2 separate regions of the Mus musculus genome follow, and region 2 is linked to region 1. A link is a contact called in public HiChIP or PLAC-seq data. All regions are on one chromosome and are shown on one strand. Each heading gives the region's core, a stretch centred on a gene start, on an enhancer-like site or on the middle of the called end of the contact. The rest is flanking DNA. Distances are from core to core; before and after follow the strand shown.

What was found. HiChIP or PLAC-seq counts read pairs in DNA pulled down with a chosen protein or histone mark.
Region 2: an H3K27ac HiChIP or PLAC-seq map of heart atrium shows a contact between it and region 1, with 5 times the contacts expected there. The contact joins two enhancer-like sites. A contact is called at or near these places in 1 of 15 datasets of contacts at CTCF or cohesin (the NIH/3T3 cell line), 1 of 484 Hi-C or Micro-C datasets (nephron progenitors) and 8 of 115 datasets of contacts at active chromatin or transcription factors (bone marrow-derived dendritic cells, embryonic fibroblasts, embryonic stem cells and 4 more).

What each region holds. Positions count from the first base shown.
Region 1 is chr8:61,572,303-61,577,198 of GRCm38.p6, reverse strand. The region is part of intron 10 of Palld (palladin, cytoskeletal associated protein); the gene reads left to right. Among named protein-coding and RNA genes, the nearest start is that of Gm35254, 46 kb to the left of the region's middle. Within about 2 kb of position 2,463, at least 64 of the 459 cell types and tissues checked have an H3K27ac peak or open chromatin away from gene starts, as enhancers often do. A contact at or near this core is called in heart atrium, where this site is marked.
Region 2 is chr8:61,679,262-61,684,038 of GRCm38.p6, reverse strand. The region is part of intron 10 of Palld (palladin, cytoskeletal associated protein); the gene reads left to right. Gm51575 (a long non-coding RNA gene) reads right to left here. Exons shown (of 3, transcript XR_003947553.1): 3 at 1-1,053. Among named protein-coding and RNA genes, the nearest start is that of Gm51576, 3.9 kb to the left of the region's middle. Within about 2 kb of position 2,633, at least 9 of the 459 cell types and tissues checked have an H3K27ac peak or open chromatin away from gene starts, as enhancers often do. A contact at or near this core is called in heart atrium, where this site is marked.

The DNA.
Region 1 (4,896 bases), core at 1,214-3,713:
ATTTTTTTGGAGACAGGATCTCTCTATGTAGCACTGTCTATCCTGAAATACTCTGTGTAGACCAGGCTGGCCTTGAATGCACAGAGATCTGCCTGCCTCTGCCTCCTAATTTAATCATATTAAGGCAAATATTTGATAAAAAAATGGAAGCTCTACATAAATGAACTCTGTGTGTGTGTGTGTGTTGTGTGTCCATTCAGAGGATAACTTCTTGGAGTTGGTCCTCTCCTTCTTCCATGTAGGTAGGCATAGAAGTCAGGAGATAGGCAGGCATGGAGTCAGGTGACTTTACCTGATGAGTTGTCTCTCTGACCCTTAAGCTTTTCTTTTAAGAGTCGAGGGTCTTACAATGTTGCTCAGATCAGCCTCAGGTTCCTAGGCTCAAGCAGCCCTCCTTCCTTAGCCTCTGAATAATGGGGACCACAGGCTCACACTATGGCATCTGGTTTAAACCTTAATAAAGTTGAAAACTCAGTTGGAAATGAGACTGAAGATCTATCTCATTTTCCCTCCCTTTTCAGATAAAAATGTGGTATATACCATGTCACTATGGAAACTTGGCTTTACCCATTAAATTTTATATCCATGTGCCTTTTGACCAACAGTCATATTTTTATGTTTTTCCCCATGAGATGTTCAAGGACATAAGTTAGATGGAGAGCTTTTTTCTCACACTCTGTACATCCGTGATCACTGGAAAGAAGGCACTAGCTGAAGGGAACAGGTCCATAGGAAAATAAGCATAAGCTTGGCCCAGTTTTTCTGAATAAGTAAAACCCAGCCTTAAAAGCACCTGCACTACATGTATTTATGGTTGCAAAGCAAAATTTCTGGAAAAAAAATTTCCCAGAGAAGTGGAACTGTGTAAAGACTGGTAATTCTAGGAAAGAATTTTCATTTTTGCACTTGAATTTCCAACACTGAGTGTTTTATTTAGTCATATTGAAAAAATATCAGGAAGGGAACTAGAGAGCTGGGTCTGTGGCTGCGTGCTTGCTGCTCCTCCAGAGAGCCTGAGGCTAGTTCCCAGAACCATATGCTCATTCCCAGCTACATACAACAGCAACACCAGGGATCTGATGCTCTGAGCTGGCTTCCATGGGTCATACACATGCCACATATACATTGCACACATGTGCACACATAAATCTTTTATTTTCAAAGGGAAACTATCAGAAAGAAACTAAGTTCCAGGAATATTTAATTAGCAGAAGTGAGTTTGAGCCTATCCTTCCCAGTCAGTGTTATTCAGGATGGTTCTTTCTTGTTCTGTTTTCAAGACAAGGGCTACTAAGTAAGCCTGGCTGGCCTGGAACTTGCTGTGTAGACCATTCTGGCCTAGAAGTCCCAGAGATCCACCTGCCTCGGCTCCCTGAGTGCTAGAATTTAGGAGTAAGCCACCACATCGAGCTCGGGTTATTACTCGCATTGCTACACCAGTTTCTCGGGATCTCCAAGCTAGAATTTAGCCTGAAGATTCCTTTTACTTGCAAAGAAATGGAGTCTAGAGAAGCAAGAGACTGTAAAGCAAATCCTTGGGGTTGGGTTGGGGGACCAAAAACCCGATAGATTCTCCCCACACAGTCTCTAAGCTCATTTTTGTGCCAGGAGCCAGCTACTCTGACTGGTATTAGGGCCTGTGCTTGAGGGCTCTGAACTGTGGGTAAGCTGTGGGGAGCAACACATTGATCTGGGTTGTCAACAGCTAGAAACTAGAGCTACTGTCAAGAGCTATTAGGCACAGACTTGCAACCTGGCCAAAAAAAAAAAAAAAAAAAATGGCCCACAAGTTTAGGCATAGATCAGCTTTCCAACAGCCTTTGGAAACCACGGATGCAAAACTAATTTGAGGAAAATGAGAGGACACTCAGCATGTGAAGGGAGGAAACGTCAAAAGCAGGAAGTCAGGGTGTGACTGGTCATGACCTCAAGTCATGCTAGCTGGAATTCTGCACCTAAGCATTGCTAGAATTTAGACCTTGAATCTGGAATGTACTTTGACGCTATGCCTTAAATAGTAGTAAGGAAAGGCTTGGACTAGCAAGACATATTTCATACCAAAGAATTATTAAATGGAAGCCTTTTGCAAGTGAGGAGCAGACTCGGCTTTCTGGGTGGACTTGTCTTCCTATCCCACCAGGATCAAAAAGTACCTAGAGCTCTTATTTCAGAAAGAAATCGACAATTCAAGACATACATGGTCTGGGCCACCTTTTATAATTAGTGTGTAAGTTCAAGCAGACACAAATGAGCATAGCTCAAAAGGCGCGTGAAGAGCACTAAGTGTTGTTAATGGAGCTGGGAAGAAGTTATTTGGCAAGTTTTCCTGGAGGGTGTGAGAATTTTTAGTGACTCCCGTTCTTACCAAGAGGGTACCTCCCATCTGAATATAAATGAGCCCTGTTCCACTGGGACATTCCTGAACACAGTGACATTCCAACTGGGCGCAACAGTTGACTTTTGTCTGAGCTTTCCTTGGCAAGTGATAACATCAGAGGAAGAGATAAGACTGCCCCTTGGAGAACTGAGCTGTAACTGGGCTCCAGACTGCCACATGCCCATTGTGTACCTGACAGCTTTCAGATTCAAGCCTGGGTCCCGTGCTTGGGGTGTTTGCGGTGTTTGCAGTGTTTGCGATCGGCTTCTCAAAGATGCCGGATCAGACTCTCTTCATCATTTCAACTCGAGCTGCAGAAGGTCCTCTGTAGTATGCTCTGGATGACTTAGTTAGGGAATAAAAAGTGGGGGAGAGTAAATATTTTGACATGTGGCAATTTTCAGGGTGTGTATTTTCTGTGTATGTATGTAAATGCTGGTGCAGGTACACAGGTACACAGAGGACAGGGGTTGTGATTGTCTTTTGCTTCTTCCTCTATCACTTTCTACCATATTTTTTGAGAGAGGCTCTCTCACTGAATCTTGAGATTACTAATTGACTAGACCAACTGGCCAGTGAGTCCCCTGGACCCGCCTGTCTCCCTCTTCCAGTGCACCATGCTACTCCCAGCTTTTTTTGTTTTTGTTTTTGTTTTTGTTTTTGTTTTTGTTTTTGTCTGGGTTCTAGGTGTTCCAAATGAAGTCCTAATGCTTATACAGCAAGCACTATACCCAGGGAGCCATCACCCCAGCCCTGGTCCTCCCTCATTCTTGCAGAGTACCAAGAAACAAAGGATTTGATGACAAACAGGCAAAGCAGTGTCTGACTCTAAAGCCAGGAGACATATTTTGCCTGGTTCCTGAGAGTTAAACCATCCATCCGCCAGACCCTGAGTGGGGTGAGCTTGTCTTCCACTTCAGTGAGGGAAGCCTGACTTCTGTAGCCCAGCTCCTGAAAGTAGGGAACCAACTTTCTCTCTCCGTTCTTACTGCCCAAGACAAGCTAAGCCAGGAAGAACCCAGTTCTTTGTCTCTCAAGTGGGTTAATAGTATGTCTGAGCCTACCCTCCTCAAACTGCTTTCAAAGTTCCTCTAAAGATGGCAATTCTTCACATTCCCAGCATAGTTGGAAAGCTTGGAAAACCCCAGGCCGGTGCTGGGAAAGCCCATCCCCTTTTGAGGCATACAATTGCTTACACTGTGACTTCTCATCTTAGTCTGAGTCTGTCTTCTGGGTCTGACTGGGGAGCAGCAGAATGATGTGGGAAATCGCAGGTACTTCTGACTCCCACTTAATAGGAAGGGTCCTCAGACCCTGTGTACCTAACGCTGAGTCAATGAATCTGGCCCATGTGTCACTGAAGCACAGAGAGGCCGTTGTCAGCCAGATTACATCCGATGCGTCACATCCTACCGTGCCCCACTCTGCCTGTGTCTCTGTGGACTCTCTCTTCCTTTCCTGGCTATCTGAAACCTGCCCATTGTACCTGTATTTGTTTAGGGACTGTGAACCCATAGTCTGACTTTTATTTTCTCTGTCTTCAGAAGCAATCAATCTCTCTCTCCAATAAATCAGAAGTGACCTACATATGTAAAATGAATGAAAGAGGCAAAAATAAAGTCAGTTGGTAGGTTGGGGTGCCAGTTCAGTCTCTTGTGAGTTCATTTTCTTGCTCCCCTACACATTTGTTTTTGTTGGAAAACCCACCCCAGCACTTTAATGCATAACTTATCAGAGCCCCTTGAAGTTAGAGCCTCAGAAACCCCTCTTACCCTCATCTGACAAGCACGCAGTTAACATCAGTAACAACTAACAAGTAGCTGTCATCCAGCAAACAAAATCATGCTGAGCCAGCCTGGCACTTCAGTTCTCTTGGAAGTGTGCTAAGGCTTCCTAGAAAATGAGGCGACAGCTCGATGTTAGGGACAAAGAAGGAGAGGGCTCTAAAACACAAGGTCCACGGAAGCCCAGCTTTCTCACACAAGCATGTAACTTTGCTGACACTGGACTGGCTTCCTAAGTATGAGGTGCAGGAAGACTAGTGAAACAGAAAGGACACAGCACCCTTCTCCCCGGCCATCTGGTCTGTACAAATGGTGCATAGTTTGGTTGCAGAGATGACGCTGTGAATGGTGGCTAGGTTCTTTAGCACTGAACCTAGACCAAGTATGTAGTAAAAGCTCCATCCATATCCTAGGTTGACTGAAGAGGGGTGGGCAAGAGGGACGAATGCAAATCAGCAGTGAGGAGGGAGCTAGCTCCAAAGCTCCTAGTATTTGTGAGTGTTCATACTTGTTCTTTGACCTTGAAGTTTGAGTTATTTAGCAATACTTCCTAAACTTTGCCTTGAGCCATGATGATCGATTTAGTCTGTTTGGAGGGCTTTTAGGTAGTTGAATTAAGTGCCTGTCACCTGACCTACTTAAGTTTTGGAGGTAGTAGTGAGTGGAAAGCCTATGCACTGAGCTCATCAGATGGTGGGCTCTGTGCAGGAAGTATCTTTCCTCTTGCCTCGGTTG
Region 2 (4,777 bases), core at 1,384-3,883, 110 kb before region 1:
TGTTCCCTAAGATGGGTCGGTGGAAATGTATACATTCCCTACTGGATCACATTTCCATGAGATGAAACTGCTCCGTACAGGAAAGCCCCTGGGTTCCCTGTGATGTCTGATGGCTTTGACTTGGAATAGAAAGGCTTCTTCACACCTGAGTTCTTTGCTTCCTTAATAGAAAATACTGAATGCTCTTGGGTCTGTGATCAGCTGGTCTGTTAGCAATGTTAGAGTTGCTTAGAAGCTTGAACCGGAACAACATCTTACTTTTACACATTGCTGTATTGTTTGCGAAGGGATTTCATGGACCGCTGCCAGATGTAAACCAACTCAAAGAATACCTCACCAAGCGGGGAGGCAGTTTTATAAAATCAACCTGATGGCAGTCTTAGGAGTTGATTGTAGCAAACTACCCACTGCTACCCACCATTTCATTTTGCATTTTTCTGGTGCCTCTGTTTAAGGTGGTAGAGATACTGACCAGGATTATGTATAACATTATGAAAGTCCTGTGTTCTCACTGAGAAGATAAAATGAGCTTGAAAAAAAAGAAAAGAAAAGAAAAGAAAAGAAGGAAGGAAGGAAGGAAGGAAGAGAGATGGAAGGAAGGAATGAAAGAACAAAAAAAGAAAGAGGGAAAGAGAAAGAGAGAGAAAAGGAAAGGAAAAGAAAAGAAAAGAAAAGAAAAGAAAAGAAAAGAAAAGGCATTCATAAAAAGAGATTTACAGTCTTAGAGTATCAGCCATAAAATTAATTGCTACTACTGACTTGCTTCATGTTTGCATTTTAATTCTGTATTTGTAGTACCTTTACTGAAGCAGAGACCACTTACTTCTTTGGGGAAGGGCAGATGTGTTTAATGAGGAGGTCTTGACTGTGTTCTTGGTCTGGTGGAGTGTTTCTCCTCTAATGGTCCTCATAAATTGGGTATAAATCACAGGAGAGTAAACAGGAGGACTAGTTTGCCGGCATTTACACCCTTCCTTATCTCAGGCATTTCAGCAGTGCTTCAGCTTAGCTTTCAGCTCTATGGCTGTGCTCGCCAGTATGATGGGGCCTTATCTACAAAAACAAAACAAAACAAAACACAAATAATAATTCTGTAGTTATTAAAAGGTTGAGTAGCACAAGAACAAGTTTCAAAGGTGATGACATAATTTGCTTAAATGGTATCTTCTCAGAGGCAAGCATGGAGAAAGGACCATAAAGTCATCTTAGTGACTATTTGTTTCATTCTAGCTTCATACCAAATAAGTCTATTACTGGGTCTTTTCTCTACAAACAATGCCTGTAGCATCAAATTGCAGAGACTCAGTATTTTTTTAAAAATTATCTTTCAAAGGTGTAGTTGTGCCTGATATCCGTATGAAATTTGTGAGTAGCAGACTCAGCAGGTATGGCAGAGGATCAAGGAATGGCCAATCATGTGTGTTCCTGAGCTTAACTCCTAAATCAACCAATCAATGCAGAAATCACAGTGTGCCATTTCCAAGCCCCATCTATTTCCCTCCTCTTCTGTCTTCCTCTTCTTCCTTGTGGACAGAAGGTACAATCAAAACGTATACAGCCAGCAACATGAGAAATCAAAGGCAGTGGGGGGTTAATGAAGAATGATGCTTACACCCAGAAACAAGCAGGTCAGCAAATAAAAAGCTTACTTTCCAATGGAGTGCCAAAAATACACACATGTCCATAAAAGTCCGTGACTGTTGATATGAAGTGATTGAAAACATTTTTCCATGTTAGTTCAACCGTTCTCTTTGCTCCTATTCTTTCTCTAGTCTCTAAAACAAAAAATGAAAATAGGACTACTATTTCCTGTGTTGAAGTAAAAATGAATTCTGGTTGAATCAGTCTTTTATGTAATTATATTTACCACTTTTGCAGTAATATAAAATTTTGTCTTTATCTCTACCCACCTTTAGATACTCCATTGTTTCTGAAAAACTTGTCTCAAGGGAGAGATATACCGTAAAAATTCTTTCACAGCACATATCCTAGTTGGACTTAACCATCAACTTAACATAGCTAAGATTAATTTTAGAGAGACATTGCCTGGATTAGACCAGCCTAGCAGTGTGTCTGTGAGAAATTATCTTGATTGCTAATTGATGTAGGAGGGCCTAGCCCGCTTTGGGTGATACTTCCCTGGGCAACTGGTCCTTGGTGTAAAGGAAAACTAGCTAAGCATAAGCCTGAGAAGCCAGCAAGTAGCTTTCCATCGTTTCTGGTTCATGTTCCTGCTTGAGTTCCAGTCCTAACTTCCCTCAGTGATGAATTATGGCCTGTCAGCTAAAATAAACCTGTTCATCTCCTAACTTGTTTCTGCACATGATGTTTGTCCCAGAAACCAAATGAAACTACAACAGTACGGTAGCCAGTATTTTAAGACTAAATTTATGTCTTCATATAGTCGGTAACTGTTTTAAGTATAGAATTGGTTTTTTGCTGCATATACAAGAATTAGAGATGGTGTGTGTGTGAGAGAAACGGGGAAATAGTAACTAGTGTCAGTCCTTATCAGCAACTTAACTGTACCAGGCTTTCTATGTTTGGAAGCTCTTTATGGGTCCCCTCCACTCCTACACATGCATTGAAGTACAAGTTGTTCCTTTGCCTGGAATGTTCTACGCTTGGAATGTGATAAAAAGCTGGCCTCTTCTTGCCTATCATATCTCAACTTAATGTCATCCCCTTCCCCAGCCACCCAATCTAAAGCAGCACAGTTGCTTCTGCTAGTCATTTACTTGCTATTGCCTTCGTAGTTTGATGTCCCTCTGAGAGTAGGGACCTTCACTGCCTTTATTTGGTCTTATGTAATAGATGTTCATAAATATTTTTGAATGAATAAAACAAGAGGAAAACAAGAAATGAGAGAAAGAGCTCCCAATTTTAAAGCCACCTCATTTGTTCCACTTAATTTTTCTGTAAATATTTCCAGGACCTCTATTTTTCAAACATCACTAGTTGTTCTCCTTTATAAAACATCTCTCTAACTGCTATTTTTTTTTGTCTCTTCATCTGTTAATAACTGAATGGATGTGAAAAAATTCAGCAAAGTCCCATGTGAGGACCTGTAGAAGTCACTCACTTGGTTGAGTATTTAGCTGCCATGTGTTGTGATAGAACCACAGCTCGTGTCTGCACAGACCACACCAAACCAATACAGTTCCATGCAAAAGAGGTTTATTGTGGGGGAAGGGGACAAAAAGTGGAAACGAGACAAAAGGAGGAAAGAGAGTGAAGATCAAGAGAATCTGCCTTTTATTTAGGCTGTGATGTAACCGCTCGTAGGTAAAGGTGGGAAGTAAACCAGATGGATGCTGGGAATGTGGGAATGTATGGCAATTGCCATGGCAACACATGTACCGGTCTCTGTCACCTATGGGTGACATCACTGCCATCTCTGGATTTGGAGGTGACCTGTAACCATAAAGCCAGTTCCTGATACCAATACCATTCACAAAGCCCTGATTTCTATCTATAACCAGCATCAAAATGGGCATGAATTCCTGTGCCTGTGATCCTGGCACTAAGAAGGTAGAGGCAGGAGGATTAGAGATTCAAGGTCCTCTTCAGCTACATTGCTAGTCAAGACCAGCATGGGCTTGACCTAAACAAGAGACCTTATCTATAGATAGATAGATAGATAGATAGATAGATAGATAGATAGATAGATAGATAGATAGATAGAGCGAGCAGTGGGTAGAATCCGTGTGCAAGCCTAAGTTCAGACCTCCTGAACCCATGTAAAGTACCAACTATGGTGATAATCTTCTGGAACCTCAGAATTAGAGCAGGGAATGGAGACAGGTGGTCCATGAAACTCGTTGGCCAGAAAGTCTAGCTAAATAATGAGCTTTGGGTTCAGTTAAAGACCCTGTCTCAGAAAGAAATATGAAGAAAAATCAAGGATAAATATCTGCTATTAACCTACACCTTTGACTTCTATATACAAAAACATGCATGTGACACATCCATACTAACACATACAACACACACACATACACACACACAAGTAGGGGGCATAGAATAAATGCAAACTTATTTCTCACATACTAGAATCATAGTAGAAAAATTCATCCAGTTACTTAACTCCTTTCTTCATTTTTCCAGTGTTCTCATTTGATTGATGCCTTGCTTTAACCCATTGGGGAGAAAATGAGCCATCTGAAAAGAGGAGGAGACAGGTCCAGCCTCTAGCAAACACTTACAGTGTTAGTTGGCCGGGATACAGTCAAACTGCTGTTTCAAGGTGTTCCTACATGACATATTAACAGCCCATCAGATTACAGGCTCTGATGAAGGGCTGCAGGCTTCTGTGCTACTCCCTTCCTGGCCTGTTTATGTTGGACCAAAGCTCAAACTTCACTGTGTGGCTTGGGTGGCATAATTTAAAAAGCTGAACATTTTTCCATCCTTTAACCTCTCCTAGTTAGGGTTCAAGATCTCATTATATCACCCCTTGACAATAGAACAAAATTGGCTTCCCAGACTCTGCTTACCATAAGCCTTACCTGGTAGATTCAAAAGCAAAACAAAACATGACGGGTAAGGAGAGTGAAGGGAAGCAAAGCCATGTAGAGAAAAGTATGTGCTGCAAATTGTCTAAAATCTGTGGCCATCAGGCCACAGTGAAAAGATGCTTAAACGCACAAGGATATACTCTAAACCCAGAACATGTTCTTTTCTAATATTTTGAGTGCCTACAAAATACTGGGAAATTCTGGACTCAAAGATGAAAGAGGTAAGAGCATTACCTTTGAGTGACCTATAGCCTAGTGAT